Linked DNA regions of Bactrocera dorsalis: region 2 is linked to region 1. The links are chromatin contacts, called in public Hi-C maps. All regions are on one chromosome and are shown on one strand. The core of a region is the stretch at or near the end of the contact, and the rest is flanking DNA. Distances in the headings are between cores, read along the strand shown.

The links. Hi-C and Micro-C count contacts between places; a contact is called where the count stands out from the background.
Region 2: a contact with region 1 is called in a Hi-C map of whole body, with 3 times the contacts expected there. The contact joins the promoter of LOC105230156 here to the enhancer-like site in region 1. A contact is called at or near these places in 2 of 2 Hi-C or Micro-C datasets (both in whole body).

What each region holds. Positions count from the first base shown.
Region 1 is chr3:2,833,039-2,836,707 of ASM2337382v1, reverse strand. The region is part of intron 2 of LOC105230156 (zinc finger protein jing); the gene reads left to right. Among protein-coding and RNA genes, the nearest start is that of LOC105230156, 42 kb to the left of the region's middle. Within about 2 kb of position 1,882, the one cell type or tissue checked has open chromatin away from gene starts, as enhancers often do.
Region 2 is chr3:2,875,273-2,878,941 of ASM2337382v1, reverse strand. It overlaps LOC105230156 (zinc finger protein jing), which reads left to right and starts at 2,060. Exons shown (of 8, transcript XM_049452273.1): 1 at 2,060-2,393. LOC105230153 (phospholipase D2) reads left to right here. Exons shown (of 10, transcript XM_019991717.3): 10 at 89-677. The coding sequence ends at 190.

The DNA.
Region 1 (3,669 bases), core at 633-3,132:
ACGGCTGCACTCGCTACTTCAATGACAGCAAACTCGGCTTGAAAACCACTTAAATAGTCGGGTAGTTTGAAACTGAAGTAGAGAGAGAGAGAGAGAGAGAGAGAGTTTCTGACAGTAAAACCCTCTGCCAACAATCACTCAAGCTTTGATCTAGGCGTAAATAAGCTTTCTATTCCTCTTCTCCAGTGACCTCTACGCATCCTCACCCCTTGCAGGTTTGTCGTCGGTGAAAAAGTCACCTGATTTTTTTTCCGACGGTATGATTCAAAAGATCCGATATATAAAGTCAAAGCGAGTTCATTTAGAAACCTAGATTCACTGAGTCTGATAGTTCACGACCAAATACGGCCATATCTATGAGAAAAGGTGCCATGGTTGAAATGGACCTTAATGTCCCACACATGCTGTGGAGCGCCGCACGTTGAACGCTCTCAAGCTTCCTTACAAGTGTGGTATTTTCTAGAGCTTTCTCCTACATAAAGATCCCATAGAACATAATGGGCTTGGTGTCGCAAAGCCAGCGCACTACTTTCGGTGAGAGATCAGTGAGACCGATGAGAAACCAGTTAAAAGCATAAACACAAAAAAATAAAAATAAAATACTACTCAAATTGTGCTGGAGAACGATTTTCAATAATAATAATTTGCAATAATTAATAAAGCATTTCCAGTTAGCCAAAAGCAAATAAAAATTGCCACAAAAAAATTAAGAAATGCTTGAGTAATTGCAATGAGCCCGGAATCTACTGGTGATATTTTTAATTTTTTTTACTTTTAAATATACTTTTATTGCTATTTGTCATATTTTTCATTTTTGTATTTTTAAATATACTTTTATTGTTATTTTTGTTGTTATTATTCAATTATTTGTTCATTAAGCCATGCACACACGCCAACTTTTCGGCTGCTTTATCACTCGTACGGATATTATTTGTTAATTTTATATGCATTGTCGCAATTGTTGCGCATGCAATTAATCAAAAGCAGCAAACGAACAAAGCTCAATGCAATGCCACTCAAAAAAAAACATATGTACACATCATTTACATACATACGAACATTGAGTGCAAACATTTGTGTTAAATGCAATGAAATCATCGCGAAGATCAAAGCGCTTAATATACACATACATATGTATTTATAACTGTATAACTATATCTGTATGTGTGACTGCAACAACACACGCGCATAAATAAATGATTACTGTTACACGCATATCCGCGGCGCGCACAGCTGACTGTGTGTGTTCATGCCGCTGTGAATGACGCGCCAGCGAGGTTATCAGCAACAGTCATTCACTCATGCCGTCGGCGCGCAATCAGCCAGCCGGCCAGCCAGTTCAGCGGTCAATCAGCCGACGATCGGAACTCATTACCAGTTTTCACGGCAAATCATATACATATTTTTGCATTATTTAGTTTTTGTTTTTCAGCTGTCTTCTGCTCAATTTCGTTAGGCCGTTTGCTGAAGCGCATTGAAGCGCGCTCATAAGCAGCGAATGCAGCGCGTCATACGCCGCTGCACCGACTCAGTGACGACTCGTTTAGATGTCAGCTAAGCAAACTGTCAAAATTACACAGTTTATTTGTGGCCTCGTTATCTCAAACAGTTACTTCGGTTATTGGCTTTCTTTTGCTCACTGACAACTCGTTTTCGACTGCACACCGATTTTTTTCCATTTCATTAAAATTATTTTATTAATCAACCGTCGATTTTTTATCGCTTCCTTACGCCGCTCGCTGCTCGCTACTCGTTGCATTGCTGTTTTTTTATTATTATTTTTTTTTTATTAACGCATTTTTGTTGTATTTGCAATGTCAGCAACAAGTTGTGACTAATCAGTAATGACAACCGCAGCGGCTCACAAAAAAAATCAATAACAAAAGCAAACACAGGCAAAAACAACGCACGGAACACGTCTATATAGCGCTACAACAACGCCGAACACGACCACAACACGACAAATGTCAAATGTTTCTATTCAACTCGCTGTCATAAGCCGATTATAATGATGATGTTGCGCTTCCACGGCTGTTTTCTGTCAAATTAGTGGTGTTGAGTTAACAGTTTTTTTTCTCCAATTATTATTTTACCTAATTTGTGAGTTAGGTACTCCAGCTGCACCGAATTGTGGGCTTTATCATCGCCTTTGGTGTTGATTTCGGCGAAAAGACGAACATGTTTTCTGATTTGCTATAAATCAAGGTCATTTTTGCTTACTGGTAGCTAAGTAAATAAAAAAAATATTGATACAATTTAGATGAACACTGAGTCAGCTTCTTGGATACTTTAAGAACTACTCGTTGACATATCTGTCTTTCTACAGTCTTATTTTTGTAGTTGCCGAAAGTTCCCTACAGCGTTTAGGAGGAATGTTGCCGAGTTGATAGTATTTAACCAGATAAAAATTCCGGTCCGTACCGGTTACATATACCCGATTGTCGTGGGAGCGGATATTTTTATACGAAATTGTACTACAACCACGCCTACTTCTCATATAAACGAATTGTAGCTGATTCTTTCACTTTAATAATAATACCCAACGATTACCCTCCCGCGCCCAAACGACGCGAGGGCACAGTCCGCAAACATAAATTTTCATTTTGAAATCAAGAAGCAATGAAAATATTGTGTAAAACTTTTCCCAAATGATGTTTTTAAGCTATGCCATATCTTTTTCAAAATTGGCGAAATCGAATTATAGATGTTTAAGCCCCCTTATAAAGAATATATGGACTTCGGTACTTATGAATACCCCTTTTACCGATAATATCGATCAATACCTGGATATAATAGAAATTCATATATAATCTTCTCCTGATAATAATCTGCCTTTGTTTCACAAGGTTAAAATGGAGTCAAGAATTTGATGGTCCTATACCTATTATAACAGTTTTTGACCTTTTGCTTGACTTTATATTGTATATAACGGACGAAAAATTTTCAGAAGTGTATTGTGATCAGCTGGTCCTCTAGGATAACATATTCTTGGCTTAATTATAGGAATTTTACAGTTGTAAAGCTCGGGATGTGCATTGAAATGCTGCATTGAAGAGAAAACAAAGAATTATGGCATAATAAATTGTGCTGCCAGATGTGTTGGGAGCCCAGACTTTGTTTACCTTTAGCCAAAATAGAAACCCAACGTCAATGGCACCTTGTTGACATTTAGCGTCGTCAATAAGCATTTGGTTTACAATTAACGAAGACAACAACCTAAGATCAATGACCTTTAATTTCGTTTAGTTCATTAATATAAAAGGTTAATGCTAACTCATACAAGTTTGATGACTTGACAAAAGCTTTTGGAGTTTGAATGGGACGTGCTACCACACCCACTATATTTTCCAGACTTCGCACCTTCAATTTTTTTTTTTGGATGGGGGAAACTTCACCTCATATCAGAACGTCAAAAGCCATTCGTAACAAAACCAAAACTGAATGCTATCAGTCCAGACCTTTCGCTACCCATTATACACTATATATAGTGATTTCCGACTCTCCAGGTTACTTTGAATAGAATGGGTGCTATTTTAATGGAATATGAAAAAGATCGACAAATTTTTCTCAAATATGAGAAAGGATATGATTGCTTCAGATCTTGTTCTGAACCGCATAACCTTCACACAATGATTTGCGATTATCTCGCTCGTATAAAAAATAGTTTTA
Region 2 (3,669 bases), core at 811-3,310, 42 kb before region 1:
GAATAAGTTTCTAATTAGCAACTAAAGTCTATATTTATATATAAATACGTATAGCACTGCTTAATCATATGTTTTCCCATTTATGCAGGGTTTCCTAGTCAACCTGCCATTGGACTTCCTCAACAAAGAGGTGCTAAAACCGCCTGGCACCAGCAAAGAGGGACTCATTCCGACCGCTGTGTGGACGTAGTCTCAGACCTGCATTTACGCTGTTAAAAATTTGCTACAATGTATTTATTACTACTATTACTATAATTTTAATTATTATTATAATTTTAATTATTATTATTATAATTTTAATTATTATTATTATAATTTTAATTATTATTATTATTATCACTTCCATTATAATTTTTATTATTCTAATATTATTATGATTACCATAACTATAATTAAGAAGCGTAAAAATTGAAAAGTTTAAAGTGCTTTATTAGCATGTAAGTGTAGGGTAAGCTTAGCTTAGCTTTGTTGACTTTATTATTTTAACATTTCAATAGACAATAGATCTGCAATTTTGATTTAGACTATAATTTAGCGATTACACCTATTTTTCGACAGTATTTTAGTTTCGAAGATATTTTACGAACGTCTTTTCCACTGTATACTACTTGTCATAGATTTTAATAAACTATTTTTAATAGAAAATCAAAATAAAATCTATAAGATATGTCACAGAACCTTGTATTTTCGTTTGTGGTTTGTTGATTGAAAATGGAGTTGCTGGAACACCAGATTGAAGGCTCCCGTGTGGTAACCAAAACAATGTAATCCAGTAAACCAGTGGATTTGATAAAATGTCTGATTTTTTTTCAACTCAACTGACAAATACAAGTGTCTTTTATTTCAAAATAGAGTGCTGTAGAAGATCCTGTCTCCAAGGGCTGAAGGCAAATGCTCAAAAAGCTGCTCATTCATGAGAACCATCGAAATCAGATCGTTATAGCTTATTGCTGCCATAGAAGTTGCCCGATCACTAAGTAAGTTCTTGTGTGTCAAAATATTATACTCGAAAAAACATCTTCACGAAATTTGCCATGGAAAACATTTTCAATTTTGAAGGATATTATAACTAGTTTCGATATAATCTGAGTTAACGTTTTTTCTTGTATAATACCGTCAATCAAGATCGTATTTAGGAGCCTTAAGAATACTGAATGATGTCCTTATATCCCTATATTATAGCGATTTCGGATAAATCAGCTGCAGATGAAGAATTAATTCACAAGTTGGTGGCAAGTCGTATTTTAAGTGAACTTCGGTCGCATGACATTGATCTTAAGTTGTTCAATCGGTTCTGGACTCATTTCCGACTAAGAATTGTTCCCTCACATTCCAAAGAACGCTTTAGAAAATGGCGTATGTAGCTATAATATTGAAAGAACCTACTTCAATACTTCCAATAACAGCAATATCAAGAATATATCTCGCTGTTGGTCACTTTCTTCTACTCCAGCAACGTTACAAATCCTTTTCCTTTAATAAAAACTGTTTTCACTGTACACCACAGTTAAAATCTAAAACAATTCAACAACTTCGCTCATTACAAATAATTAAAAAGAAACAGGGGGATCATCAAAATTAAAATTTAAGCTGTAAGCTCACACACAGATGGCGCTAAATAATATGCGGAACCCGAATAACTTGTCAACATTGCCATTTCCACTTTGCATAAAACTTACTCAAAATTTCATTAAACCAGAAAGCAGCATTAATACAGTGCAAAGTAAACACAGAGAACGAAGAGCATAAGTGCTACGCTCATCAAAACAATTGGCAACGAGTAAGCAAAAGCAAAACAAAATAAATAAACAAAAAACAACTGCAAACACACTGAGGCGTGCAAACAAGTATGCGCAGAGAGCGATAACAACAACAGAGCTTTGCACTAGAAGCAAGAAGAAGCTAAAAGTCAAAAGCAAATATACAACCGGCCAGAAGCGTTCACGCTACCAAAATCGCACGAGAGCACATCGCCAAATGTCAACGAATGCAACGATAACACAGCGACGTCGGCAGTAGAGAGATTGCAATAGCAGCGCTGCCAGCATTGTAACATTGCAAAAGCGCGGTTGGCTGGGTCAGTTCGTTGTCTCGTTTCGTGTGGTTAGGAGTCGAGTTGAATCGAATGGCATTGGCAAGCACCGAACAGAGTGTTGTGTGCGAATTTGTACGGATTAATTCATAGAATAAAGTGTATTGTTTAATTAAATGGTGCAGTCAATGGAAAAACAGAAAGTTTGTGGAAAAATTGAAGTTGATGCAAGGCAAAATGTTGTGCGAAAGTTGTGTGCGGGCGTGAAAGCGAAATGAAGTGCAAGTGAATTAGCGAACAGCGAGTGCTGCGAGGAAAGAGAAGTTGGTGGAGCGAGCAGAAGTGGAGTGCGACGAACAAGGTAATGTTTAAGAATTTCGGTAGCTTGTGTTGGCATTTAGTTTTAGATTGTAGTAAGTAGCTGGATATTTTTGGTGCTTTGGTGGCATTCTCAAATGAACACAGTGCTTTTGTGATATGATTGAAGTGATTAGATGAAGGCTTGGTGATTGGCGGTAATCAATATTGCTGTGTTTAAGTTTAAGCAATAAAAGTTGCTAATAAAATTATAAACAACTAACAAATTATGAACAAAAAGTGGTTTAGTTCAAGCGTGTAAATGCTTAGCTTTTAAGCGAGTAAACCGCCGAAAAGTTAGAAAACTCTATATGTAAGCAACTAAAAACATACACACTTACAATACGCACGCACACACATACATATGTGGAGGAATGTAAATACTTAAATTACTGACCTGCAGCGACGAAAAACTTCCTTGCTGGTATACATAAAAGTTCGCGTGTTACTATCAAAATAAGCATCCTTGTTTTTGTTATTGTGACTTTTGCTCGCTACATGCTGCACATTCTCGCTGTGCTCGGTATACTTGTGGCATGCATGCAAGTTGTTGTTCTGCTTTATGTCGTTGCACTGCCATGCTTGTAAGTTAAAAAATACAATAAAGACAACGACAACAGCAACTAAAATGCGGATGACATAGGAAGTGAAACGTTAGTACGAAGCTCAGCGCAGGCATAATATAAAAACAACAAATAAGCGAATGCCAATAAGTAAGGCAATGACAGTGAAATGTGTTTGGTTGGCAAGTTAGTTCCTTAACTTCGTATGCAACACGACAGCAAGCAACCTGCCGCAAAGGAACTGCAATAATACAACAATATACTTATGTATGTGTGTGAGGGCAGTAGTTGCTGACAGCAGAATTAAAGTAACGCAAAACAGCTGAGATGAGGCAAAGCGACTTAAGCGAAAAGGCTATTAGAACAAGCGAAGCCATAAATAAATATGTGTGTACGTAAGGATATGTGTGCAGCGAATGGCAAATAGTTGGTGTAGAAAGAGTGATGCAAAATGCAAGTGAATAAGAAATGTCGTATACAGTCAAAGAAGACCATGCAAAGGGCATGTAGGCAAATATGTGACTTTGTGTTGTATAAGAAAGAAATTTGTATGAATGAATAAAACAAACAAAAACTGCAATTGTTTAAGTGACAGGTAGTTGGACTAACGAAAGGGTCGAAAATTTTATAAACATATATGTAAGTATTTGAAGTAATGATCTGACAATTTATATAAATGTCGCAACGGACAGCCGTTTATTGCAGTCCAGTTTACCT